Regions from separate parts of the Zea mays genome. Here region 1 is linked to region 2. Evidence: chromatin contacts called from public Hi-C data. All regions are on one chromosome and are shown on one strand. Each heading gives the region's core, a stretch centred on a gene start, on an enhancer-like site or on the middle of the called end of the contact. The rest is flanking DNA. Distances are from core to core; before and after follow the strand shown.

Region 1 (6,432 bases), core at 1,139-3,638, 230 kb after region 2:
ACATGTAAGATTTATGGGTTTAACATACAACGGTGTGCATTTGAACTCATTTCAAATAGGAGAAAGATCAAGTAAAAATAATAATCCAATAGTTCCAGCTAAGGGCTTGTTCGGTTATTCCCAATACACATGGATTGGATGGGATTGGAAAAAATTGAGAAGAAGTTTAACTTGTTTGGGATTTAAACCCATCCAATCCCACTCAATCCACATGGATTGAGAGTTAACCGAACAAGCCCTAACATGGCATGGTTAGTTATGAAATATTTTTTCCTTAAATAAAGAGTCTCAACCTCGCAAGAAAACTCTAGCATCTACACTACCTAGTGTGTGAAAAAGCAAGCTGCAAGCTCTTTACCATTTTTATTACTAGTATTCTCTCTTTCTCAAATTAAAATTTATTTTAGAATTTTTAATAAATTCATATAATATTTGATGTATTTGTTTTATAGATATATTTAGATTTATTATCATTCATGTGAATATAGACATAAAACTAAAGTTTAAAAAATACTATTTTGAAACAAAGGGAGTACATAGTATCTAGAAGAAAAGGGTGGATTGGTTCATGGCCAAATCGTCAATCTTAGCTACCGCCCGGCACTATCCATCCGAAAATAATTCTTAATTAATACGTCCAAAAGAAAATAAAAAGAAGGGCGGTGCGACAAATCACCCAGTTTGGGCACTAACCCGCGTGGGCCCGGCGGCCACAAATCCAGAAAGCAAAGGCATCTGGCAGCGGGCAGAGACACAATACAGCCACAGCGTGGTATCTGCTCAGGAATCATGAGGCTAATCCATAGCATCTTGCCACACCACACAATGTCACAAACCCCCACATCACGTTCAGAAACTTTATCATCTCAGGCTCTCAGCAGCACTTTTGCATGCGGTCTAGTAGTATTAACTACGTCCAAACCTTGTGAAAAATGAGCTGAACCACTTTAGCTGAAAAATGGTGAAATACCATGTGACTGAAAAAAACGATGAGCCATTTTATGAAGATTGAAGATGTCCATCTCTGCATCATTCATAGGAGTACTTACATATGTTTCCATGCTCGTGAACTAGGGCAAGCTGTCTGCACAAGTCGCTGTCTGCAGTCTGCTACATCCACAAGTAATTAATAGTGGGGGAATGCATGAGACATATATGATAATCATATATAGATAAATAGATAGATAGATACATACATACATACATATGTGAGGTCACATGACAGGAGCTGAGGACGCAAAAAAAAATGGTAGGCAGGCAGCGAGCAGAACGCATGATTCAAGGGCCAGTGTCTACGCGCATAAAAATACGCCAGGGAAGGTGCCAAGATTTGGCCGGAGATCCGGTCCACTGGGATGCATGGACCACCGCCGCGTTTGGTGATCGATCCAGGCAACAAGACGAGCGGGAACTCGCGCCTGAAAACGAAGGGCGCATTGCATGAGATATGAGGTTCATCAGGAGCTCGAGACCTGACCTGAATCCTTTGCTTTGGCCGCGCTTCTCTTGTCCTGGCGAACCACAGCAGAAACCAACCAGGAACAGTGAACAGTCCAGAGGAGTTTTGTTTCAGGATGCATCAGTTTGCAGTTGATTGAGAGACCACCAAGAATCAATCAGTCGTGTTTCAGTCCACTGCTGCTGCTGCTGCCGCGGCGTTGATCCACTGTGACCGACGACGGTCCTGCATGTGGAACCAGCACACAGCACGCTGCATTGAAGGTTGTACGAGACACCGTGCACAGCAATGACACGAACTGTACAAACCAGCCACCGCTATGCATTTATGGATCGCAAGCAAGCAGGTATGTGTCACAAATCAGTAACCCAGGACACATCTTGTCATGTTTGCTACAGGGTCCTGCATAGCCAGCCCTGGATTCAGGCTCCCCAGCCCCCACACTAGAGACAGAGAGAGACAGAGCCAGAAAGGCCATGTTGTATCCCTCCTACTCCTACTATTCAAAAAAAAATAGTTCTAGGATCAAGCCACAAGTGTTGACTCACAAGAACCTCATTAGTCTTCCAAGCTACCAGTATTAGGCAAAACCTAATGCAGATGAAACGATAAACAGCACCAACTAGCAAGTAAAGTAAACCATATCCAGAGAGCATAGGTCTTCCATGTCTGCACCCAAAACCACTTTGATGAAGCAAGGTGCAGAAGCTGCACTGATGCTGCTATCTACTACGCCACTAGCAGACCCCCCAGCCCACACACAACAATGTTTTCTTTAACCAATGCCTCAAGCTTTTGGATCAAAGCACGATATGGTAATAAAATGAACACACCAAAAAAAACCCAGGTTTGGTCATGTCAATGTCACAAGGGGTCCTTGGCTTCTTGTCCCCATCCCCATATTCCAATGACAGCAGGGAGCTGTGCCAATCACTAGGGGACACAGTGGGCCTTTGCTTGTTACAATGAAGCAAGCTAAAGTGAGCACTGTGTGGGTGGAGGCCTTGTCCACTAAAAACACACACTAAAAAGTCACACACACACAGTGGCACTAAACTCTACAAGTGCCAAACTTGAACATGCTAGTTGTAGCATTTGCTTAGATTAGCCTTTTTAAACACCCATGATGCTATGGTGTCAAGTACGACATGAAAAATCTAGGCAGTAGTCTAGTAGAAGGAGCAATATCTGGTAGCCCTATGTGTTTTTTACCTTTTGTTTCCAGGCCTATTTGGGGGGGGGGGGGGGGGGGGGGGGGGGGGAGTCTTGCTGGTTGCTGCCCAGACCCCCCGAGACAAAGCAATTGTTGATGATGCTGGCACACGCAGTACCACTCAACTGCAATGTCATGGACAACAATACCTCAAGAAATGGGTTGATTGGATAGCTCAGGCCTCAACAGAGTGCCTGCCAGCCAACCCCCCATGCTGCAAAGGTCCAGAGATTTTTGAAGGACGAGTTCCTTGAGCGGCAGTAAGGAGGCCAAAGCATTCCCTCAGAGATTTATGGACCATTTTACTGGACCCTTAATCGATATCCGCATTGTTTATTCTCATGCTCTAATGATTGAACAGCGATGAACATTTGAAAATACTGTCAAGCTCGGCCAGAATCCATCAACATCAGCTATCAACTGGCCGGGTAGTCGGTTCTACAAGTCTTGTTCCAACTGTAAAAAAAAATGAAAAGGCCCTGTAGGTCCTTGGGAGGGGGGTGTCTTTGTATGCATTTGTGTTGCCATCGTTGATGGAAAAGCTGGATAAGCCCTTGCACGTTGGCTAATATCACTGGTCAGGCTTTATGCCAACCCAATCAGATTAAAGTGGCTAACCAAAAGGTCTAACCTTTACAAGCTTTAACCCAATTAATTACTTATATGATACAGGTTCCCAATGTTTGACCAGAGTATGGGCTCAGCAACACTGACAAGTGCACATGGCTGCAAGCACGCATGCGATGCATTTCACAAGAGAGGTTCCACTCCGATACAGCTGTAATGGATTGTTCGTTTTGCTCTTAATCCATATGGATTGGATAAAATTGAGTAGGTTTAAATCCTAAATAAAGGCTTGTTCGTTTTACCCTTAATTCATGTGGATTGGATGATATTGAGTCGGTTTAAATCCATAGCAAATCAAAATTCATCTCAATACATTCCAATAAACTACAATCCACATGAAACTAGAATAATCAAACAAGGAGTCAAAATCTTTTATATTTTTTTTCAATCTCTTCCAATCCACATGTGATAGGAATAACCGAACAAAGCCTAACGTGGTAGCCTGGTACAATGCACTAAAATGGAGAGCATAGTATAAAATGACTTACTGTACTCATAGGGATGGAATATAAAGTTGCATGATAATGTAATTAAAAAGAAAGTTGACAAGATAGTTGCAGAAAGCAAAAAAAATGCAAGGGACCACTTATCTGCAGTGACACTACCGTTTTATTTCCTGCAACTGCTTGGGTATTGTACATCTGTATGTGATGTGTCATGTGCACATGCTTTGCCATTTTGCATTGGCAATAATAGGTTGTGCATCCCTTCAGCGCTACAAGGAGCAAGGATGTCCGCTTCAGATTAAATCGGACTGTTTAGACTGCTGCAACTGTAATCATAGAGATAAATACACTATAGAAACAGTAGGAGCCGATACGAATTAAAAACAACGAACAGGCTGAAAGATGCAGCGCTTGTCTGCACAACATCCCCAAAGTATCTTCGAGTCGAATACAACAGGGTAACTGAGTGTAACCACAGTTCGTACAGAATTTGTAGAGAAAACGAATTGTCCAAACCACCGGATAAATTCATCTTGTTACAATGTTTGCTGGCAGAATAGCTCGCACAGCACAGGAGATGAGACCAGTTCATATGAAATCACATTTTAAGTGGGAAACGTTCAGCTCTCCAACCCGTGCTGTCTCTGTAAAATCAGTGGAAACTTGCTGGCTAGTGATGGTTTGCCTCACCACTATACAGATCCCAGATGAGTTGAAGAATACCAGTAGCAGTGTCATGCTAGTGATACTGGTTTTGTCAGAAACAAAAAAAGAAGAAACACTGTTATCCATAAGTTTGGCATATGCCTGTGTGAGGCCCAATTAGAATGCGATGTCTTATAGTACAACAAACAAAACATGTCAGTACAGACAGGCATTCGGGAATTCCATGTGAGTTAAACATTTGACTCCATGAAATTATGTCACGAAACCAGAGAATAAAGTCAGTTTCCATCATCTTCATCCAGCAGGTAGTCCGCTATCTGATCTCTGAAATAAACACTTCACCATATCAGTGCACTTGAAAGAATGGACAGAACATGATATTAGTAAATGAATAGAGTGCCCAACATACAGAAATACACCCATCATGTTTGCCTTAGTAAACCACTGATAACATGCACTAAAAATACCAGACAATGAGGCAGCCCGTAAACAAAGATACATCAGACTCACCTTAGTGAGCTATGGCTGGCAGATGCAGCGTCCACTTTCTCAGTCCAAAACTTCGGTAGTAGCGAAAAGAAATGTCCATACATATCTGTAGCTGCTGGGAGAATCTGGAAATGGCAACTTTGACAACAATGGGCAGTATAAAGATCAATTTTCTTCTGAGCCTTGAGCTTTGTGTTTTCCAAATTCAGGAGCTCTGATTCACTGAACGGGCTTCCACATATTAGGCAAAGAATCTCAGAGAAAGTACACTCGTTGGCATCAATGTTCTGAAACTTGGGACGAAGCCGCGATGGCAGGAAATCATGGTAGCCGTTTGCTGAGAACTTGTTAAACGAGAATGGCTTAAGCTTTTGAGCAGTTCTTAAAATGGTATGCTCTCGAGAAGAGTTCTCTTCCTGTAAATAGAAATGAGAAAATATTCAAAACTATGTCTTGTGTTGCTCCAGCTCCACAAGATATTCATACACGTAGTGTTGTAGTCATCAAACAAGAACACAGCTTGAGCTCACATACAGAATAGCTAAAATTTTAAGTCACCAAGAAAGTGGCATGCCAAGAACAAGAGGCCCTACCCTTAGCCGTGAAACAAAGGATGAAACTAAGCCATTGATGCCACTGCAAGGCCTATCGAGAAGTTGCTGTGTCTTCAAACTGAACAGAGAAACCATTATAATAAAAACCCACTGCAAGGACAACAGACAACTAGGCTAATAGGTGAGCTTTTACCTTACCTATCAATTTCACAGAGCAAGTTAAGCTCTTGGGCCAGGCAATCATGAAGTGGAAGAACCACGGGTACTTCCCATCGCGTATCAACATACTGGACATCAGCTGGTAAAGCGTAGCCTTGCCCCTGGAAAAATTAGTAATTCTGTTATGCTCTCAACGCTCGCTCATATTATTCTCAAGAAGAATCAAACATCACCGGGTCAGATATATACCTTCACGGTTGCAGATAGCACATGGCATGCTATTCCGGAAGCACACGTTCCCAGCATGATCTTGGTGTATCTGTTCTCCAGTGCAACCTGAGCAAAACATCAGGCATGAAATAGTGAGTTCGAGTTCGACTTACAAAGATAAAAAAACATGTGAAACATAGACATGCACCAAAAGGGAAGCACCTTCTGCAGTGAAAGCATGCGCAGGCGCCTAACAAAGTCGTCCCTGCCCGTCTCGTCACTGATCACGCCGACCACCTCCTTCAGCCTGGCCGCCTTGTCGTCTGACCCGGACGAGAACACCTCCTCGAGAGAGGCGATGTGCACTCGCTTATCCCCCGGTGACAGACCCGACACGACGGACCTGATATCTTCTATCGCAGCTTGGATTTCGTGCCCCGGAAGACTCGCTGAGATGACGCTCCTCTCGTCGACGAACGCGACGCCGAGGCTGAAGACCGGCAGGGCCTGGGAGTTGCTCGCCTCCCAGCTCTGGATCGCCTTGGACTGCATCTCGTGTATGAACTGCAGAGCCACCCTATGTTTGTGTTGTGCGGCAACACTTGTTAC
Region 2 (7,157 bases), core at 1,388-3,887:
GTCGTGGCGCGCAGCTCCTCCAGCATCGGGAGCAAGGCGGACGGGCGACCCGCCGCGGCGTGCCCCTCCGCCGCCAGCGATGGCGGCTTTCGCCCCTTCGTGGCGCGCGGCGCCTCCACTGCCGGGTCCGCGGCCGCGGCCTCCACCTGCCCCTGTCGAGCGCGCTGTGTCCCTCGGCATGCAGGTACTTGCTCCACCGTCGAGGTCGAGACAGGGGCCGGGGCCAGGGCCGGCCTCCCCTTCTCCGCCAGGGTCGAGGCCATCAGCTGCGCCATCTGGACCGGTGGCGCTTCCAAACCCCGGATGGAGCCCACCGGCGGCCGGATCTGGACCCTCGTCGCCTCCAACTTTGCTCCTTTGCCTGCCGAAGGAGTACCGCTGCCGCCGCCATGAACCGGTGACCGGAGCTGGACGGTGTTGACTCTGGCAGAGCGGTTGAGGTCGTGGGGGAGGAGATTGAAGTCGTGGTGCGGCGCGCCGTCGTGGAGGCAGATTGAGGACGTGGGCAAATCTCTGCGTGCGGCGCGCCGTCGTGGAGGTAGAGGGTTTAGGGCTGCCGAAGAGGATGACAGGCGCTGTAGGCTGGGCTGCACAATGGGCCGCACCAACGGTTGGGCCACACGAACCACTGGGCTGCACGCAGGCACTGTTATGGGATTTATTTGATTAGTACCATACCGGCCACTGAGACAGATCAAACGTGGCTTATAAAGGTTGGTGTGGATTGTTTGTTGCTCAGACTAATTCCTCTGGTGCCGCACTAAGATGTATTTTTTGGCGCGAGGATGTACGTCCACGGTTGGGAGGCAGAACGGGTCGGATCGCCCTGGATGAAGCGAACGGTCCAGATTCACGGATGGCAGAACAAGAAAAGGCAGGCTACCCTTAGAGTCTTAATAAGTAGTATAGATTGTGTTTCGTTGTTCTTCGTCTAAAAATCAGCCCATGCAGCCCACACGATCGGCCTACCAAATTCCACGTGGACCATGTCCTAGGTCGTAGGGAAAGACCGCACCCGCTTAAGCTAAAAGCAACACAGTTAGCCCTATCGCACTCTCACTCGTAGGATCATATAGTCGGTTACCTTGCGACGGCTCATAACAATATCCACGTAAATTATCTAGCAAAAAATCTCAATTTTTTTATTGATTGTAATATTTTTTATGAACGCACAGGTACCATAGGTAGCAAATCAGAAACCCCCATCCCACGCCTCCCCACTTCCAAGGTTTCGTAGAGCAGAAGGGAAAGGGAAGATGCGAACATACATATTCGTTGCCGGAAAAGGACACGACAAAAAGACAGTGCATCTAGAGGCGACATAGGTAGTATACTTCTAAGATAGAGAGAGAGAGAGCACACAAGCGGAGAAAGAAGCCCAACCGAAGCAACTCCAAACCGAGAGGCGCCTGCACCAGGTGTCAATCCGAGAAGGGCGAGAGAATGTGAGTGTCTTTCCAGCCCTGGACCCGCCGAAGCGACACAACACCACCACCAACTCTGTAGCATATATGCCGACTTATGCCACGCTACGGGCCTTGGTTGTCTAATATCTCAGACCTGGACTCCTCTCGCCAAGATAACCTAAGTGTGCCAGGCACCATCATGTCCTCCTTGACGGCACGCATAGAGAAAGGCCAGGAGCATGACCGACTCGCCCCACACCCACGTCGATGAGCGTCGGTCGGCTCGCGCTGCGACCGTGGGCAGGGGCAGCAGGTTGGGGAGGAAGAAAATGGCGAAGGTCGGGAAGACGGACAGTACGTCCGACGACGGCGAAAACGATGATACGCACATGATGTGAAACGTCCTCGTGGATGTGCAATAGCCACTGCGTGAGTCGATATCGGGGCTGGTGTCGGACGAATACGGGGAGGAGGCGCATGCTCCTACGCCCTCTGCCGAGAATGGGGTGGCGCGCAGGTAGAGTCACGAGGGGAGAGAGAAAAGAAGTAGAATGACGAACGAGGTGGTGACAACTGAGGACCATCATTATCGTGCAGAAAGTATATATGGCCAAATGAACCGTGTCTGGCGAGACGAGCCGAGACACGACCCATTTAATAGTGCCTGGGCCAACCCGACATGAGCGTCGTGCGATGCTTGGGCTGTAGCCTCGGCCCGTAGTGCTGATCCAGCCCGACACGATTATTTTTTTATTTTAAAAAAATCATATATACATATGTAAAATTTATATTCAATATTATAAACACCTGAGCATGATGATCTTCTGGTGTAGCTTCGTCTAGTGTCTTCCACCTTTCTTATCATGGTGTGGTTATCTCACGCCGATTTTTAACATTTCACGCTAAGTATAGCATAGATTAGACGGTCATAATTCCTTCTCGTCAAGTTAAAAAGGCAAAAAAATCTACCTAAGGCACGAAAACCCCAAACCATTTCCACTCCCACTCCCTGACCCTCAACTCTCTCCTCGGGCGACCCTTCCTCCTGTGATCCTGTCACAGCCATTAGAGCGCAAGTATGGCATGGCATGTCATGTCACTCTGACCGAGTCAGATGAGATTGATTCAACAATAAATTCATCCCTTCTTAGGTTGAGATGAGCCTACCATCCATCCGTTCCTGGGCTGACAAATGGTTGTAGTTGCAGCCCATGGAGAGCAGGCCTGAGGAGTGGCGAGCGCGAGGACGAGGAGCCCATGCGTGCTTGAATCTGACGATATATGTTGATTTGGCGTGTGGTGTGGCACTGCTTCTGATGCTCCTGCATGCGTGCAGTCCTGCTTTTGCTTGGAGAAGGGATGGCGAGGAGAGAGGTTTGTAGGGCAGGCTGCGTGTGCTGCAGTAGCCGATCTCGAGGTTGACCAGACCAGCTGTGACCAGATCGGGAGACGCAGCACGCAGGCCGGCAGCCGGCAACGCCACGGCCTACTCAGATAATGCGCTCACAATATTTCACCAGCAGCAGACGGGGACACACGTCTCATCTCATCTCTCTCTCACTCTGCGGTATGGTCGGTGTGGTGCATTAGTGTATGATGCTGCAGCCACGCTGGAATAATTCTCAGTCAGCCTAATCACCTGGAGCTGGTTTTGGTTCAGATGAGCTCATTTTCTCCCCATCATGATCTTTTGGAGGAGATAAGTACGTGATTAGGGCTAGTTTGGAAACCCCAATTTTCCATTAAATTTTCATTTTCTCAAGAGAAATTAGTTCATTTTCCCTTGAAAAAATATAAATCACTTGGTAAAATGTAGTTTCTAAACTAGTTCTTAAAAATATTCCTGTTCCATTCACTGGCGTAAACTCTATACTGGATGCTTAGATAGAGGGGATATTTGAATGCACTATAGCTAGTTGCCTAAAAAATTGCTAATATAATTAGCTAGCTAACTAGTAGCTAATTTACTAAAAGTAGCTAATAGTCGAACTATTAGCTAATCTGTTTGAATGTTTTTAGCTAATTTTAACAGTTAATTATTAGCTCTATTGTATTAAAACACGATTATATGAGTATATGACATGTCAATAGCTGCATGCATATGACACCGCACGCCATGGCCCTCGCCATTGGCACCCAGTGCAATGCAAGGAGAGACGACGACAGCTCATCGCGCGCGTTCACAAGCAGTGCCTCTGCCTGCCTCCACGCAAAAACCAAGACACGCGATACAAAACAAAGCATGTGTTTCCTTGACCACATCAGGATCTGTGCGTGGGTTTTGTATGTGTGTGTGCGCGACTCTGTTGTCTTCATGCGATTGCATGGGAAGACGTATTTGTGCTGGCCTCTTTGTCTTTGTGCAGGCTTGTTCCCTAGTCTTTAGACCACATCCCCAAGACCCCCAACCCTCCGCCTCATGCATGCATAGTGGGCAACCAGGGCCACGCCCCTGCTGTTGGTGCTCATGCATGCTCACAGGCTTTCGGTTTACAGGGATACTCACAGGCACAGCTGTACAGACTCCAGCTGCCATACCTCGATCATTCTAAAATATCCCCTTCAGTTTCATGTATGCCATTCAGATTCAACCTGGTGCGTCCCATGTCAAGATGTAGAATCATACACGTACGCAATAAAACCACTGGAAACTAGAGATTTTCAGTAAGTTTAAGATTCATTTCTAGAGTCATCGATTTATCACATGGCGAAAATCTTGTATGATCTGAGTTGTTTTTTTAAACTACTGACGGTCACAATACATTCAAGTGTTGTAGGGGAAATTCTAACCCTAACTCAGGGTTCGAAATTGTATTAATAGCCACAGATTGTTGGGCATAGCCCATTACACAAGGGTAGTATTACTGTAATTTCAAGGGGCTAACCCCAAAACCCTAAACAGGTACTCTAACACACCCCCGCAGTTTCAACTCTATCATGTACAGATGTTGAGGCTGGATTAAAAATCGATGAATATACTCGACGACAACTCATTGGTGAATATGTCAGTGAACTGCAGCGTGGTGTGGACGCTGAGAACCCGAACGTCACCTGTAGTGACACGCTCGCGGATGAAGTGCAGGTCGATCTCCACGTGCATCGTACGCTGATGCTGCACAAGATTGGTGGAGAGGTAGACCGTGCTGACGTTATCGCAGCAGACGAGTGTGTCGCTCCTAGAGAAGCTGGCGCAACCTGTAGGCCTCTGCCACGTCGTTGACCACAGCGAGGTACTCAGCCTCTGCGCTGATGCGAGAGACGACGGGCTGCCGCTTGGCAGCCCAGGAGATGAGGTTGGCGCCCAAGAACACGACATAAGCGTAAGTGGACTGTCACGTACCTGGACAACCAGTCTAGTCAACATCGACGTAGACCACTAAAAGGGAAATGTGCCCTTGGGTCATTTCTATAAATATTTTGGTGATTAGATGCCCAACACACATTGTATTGAAGTGATGTGTGCCAAGTATTAAAGAGATACAAATAAAGAATAAAGGTAAGATCTAAACGTTTTATCAATAGTTTTATATGCTAAACACTCTTGTCCAAGTGCCAGGACCCAACTAAATAAGGCCAGAAGAGTCAGAGGAAAACAAACAAAGAAACGAAGAAAAAGGTGTTGACAGCGCAGCACCGGACGGTCCGGCGCCACTCACCGGACAGTTCGATGCACGGTCTACGCAACTCTGTGCTCTCGGGTTTTTCCTTAGCTACATCGGCTATAATTCATCGGACAGTCCGCTAGGTGCCGGACAGTCCGGTGCTCCAGCCGTGCAATGGCTATCTGCCACGTCGAGGGGAGCCAACGGTCACTTGGTGCACCGGACGGTCCGGTGCCGCACAGAAAAGGAAATCAGCCAATCAGGGGACTCTCTGTCATGTACTGTGCTCGTACTGTTCACTGTCCGGTGCGCCACCGGACAGTCCGGTGCACCGACGAACAGAAGGCAAGAATTGCCTGCCAAATGGAGTTCCAACGGCTTCTAGTTGCCTTGGGGCTATAAAAGGGACTCCTAGGTGTATGGAGCACTACACCAAGCCTCCATTGAACATTCTAAGACACCTAAACTCCGCAAACACGCATTCGGATCATCGTGTTTGAGATTTGAGCACTTCTTGAGTCATGAACTCTCTACGTCGTGTTTGTGTGCTCATCTCTTGACTTGTGTGCGTGGGATTGCTGTGATTCTAGTTCTTCCGTGTGTTTCTTTCCCTCCCTTACTCTTGTGCTTTATTGTGATCAACATTGTAAGGGCGAGAGGCTCCAACTTGTGAAGATTCCTCGTAAACGGGAAAAGACTAAAAAGGAAGAAAACTGTGGTACTCAAGGTTGATCATTGGATCACTCGAGAGGGATTGAGTGCAATCCTTGACCGAAGGAGGTCACCACAACGTGGAGTAGGCATTGGCCGAACCACATGATAAAAATCACTATTTCTCGTGTCTCTTTTCATTGTGATTGGTTTTCTTCTAAAGTTCTCGCTTTAGCAACTTGGTTTTAATCGTGCTAACATTTCATAACCAAGTTTGGGTTATTTAGTGTTGAATTTTACAGGATCACCTATTCACCCCTAGGTACTCTCAATTGGTATCAGAGCCATACTCTTCATTGACTCAGGCTACAAGAGCTACAGGCATTTTCGGCGGCTTCTGGCCGCCAAAAAAAACCGACCGAAAATAAGGCTTTATTTTCGGTGGCCAGGACCTGGCCGCCGAAAACAGCTTATTTTCGGCGGCTGTCTACCTGGCCGCCGAAAATAACAGATAATTTCCGGCGGCCACGTAGCCAGCCGCCGGAAATTAAAAACTGCCGAAAATAGTGTTCTTATTTTCGGCGGCCAGGGAGGCCGCCGAAAATTAATAATTTCAGAGAAAAAAAATTGAAAAAAATGCGAAAAATAACAGAATTTCATACAAAATTCATATAATAACATAAATTCCATACAATAACAGAAAATTCATACTTGAGTTCACAACATAAAATTTGAGTCCATACAAATATAAAGTCCACAAATAGTCCATACAAACATAAAATCCACAAATAGTTCATTACAACGCACGGTGCGGCACAAAGCTAACTTAATCACATATCGGGGTCGTTGGAGTTGTGTCCACTACCTCCAGAAGCCAAGAACTGGTTGACGAAGTCGTGTGACGAGTTTGGATCCTAAAGAAAAAAGAAGACATTAATAACGGCATTGGTTACATGTATAACGACTATTCAAACAAATTGTTTCTCAAACTAACCTCTCCTGCATAAGCTCCCTCCCCTGCATAAGCTCCTCCTGGTGCTGGTATGACCGGTGGTGGCGTGTTGTGGCCCATGACCCCGGATCCCTACAAAATCAAGTTTAGTAAAGATTTGAAATTAGGTTGATACAAACGACAAGTCTTAACTAAATTGAATAAACTGATGTGGAGGTGGAGGTGGTGGAGCATGTAATCCCCACTGAGGCATCGACGGCTGAAATTGAGGGAAAACAAATGGTTGCTGCTGTGCCTGCTATGGAAACCAAGACTGTTGCAAATATAATATATTAGTTATATAACCAATATCGAGCTTGTTGAGAATAAATAAGACACTCACGTTCATTGCTTGTTGCGCCTGTGCGTTGTAAGCAGCCATGTACTTTGATTGCTGTTGGAGAAATGCCATTTGTTGTTGCCGCATCTCTTCACGAAACTTTTCTTGCTGCTCCCTCATAGCATCCTCCATGCTAGATACAGAGCGGCGACTACGGCTGCTACTAC

The links. A called contact is a pair of places that touch in the nucleus more often than the background predicts.
Region 1: a Hi-C map of ear shows a contact between it and region 2, with 2.9 times the contacts expected there. The contact joins two enhancer-like sites. A contact is called at or near these places in 2 of 25 Hi-C or Micro-C datasets (ear and leaf).

Annotation. Positions count from the first base shown.
Region 1 is chr3:114,953,828-114,960,259 of Zm-B73-REFERENCE-NAM-5.0, forward strand. It overlaps LOC100279201 (Cytoplasmic tRNA 2-thiolation protein 2), which reads right to left. Exons shown (of 7, transcript NM_001152225.1): 2 at 6,046-6,400; 3 at 5,863-5,949; 4 at 5,653-5,774; 5 at 5,494-5,572; 6 at 4,922-5,316; 7 at 4,125-4,735. The coding sequence ends at 4,690. Among protein-coding and RNA genes, the nearest start is that of LOC100279201, 5.8 kb to the right of the region's middle. Within about 2 kb of position 2,389, at least 18 of the 20 cell types and tissues checked have an H3K27ac peak or open chromatin away from gene starts, as enhancers often do. A contact at or near this core is called in ear and leaf, where this site is marked.
Region 2 is chr3:114,723,169-114,730,325 of Zm-B73-REFERENCE-NAM-5.0, forward strand. No RefSeq gene overlaps it. Among protein-coding and RNA genes, the nearest start is that of LOC103650247, 31 kb to the left of the region's middle. Within about 2 kb of position 2,638, at least 15 of the 20 cell types and tissues checked have an H3K27ac peak or open chromatin away from gene starts, as enhancers often do. A contact at or near this core is called in ear and leaf, where this site is marked.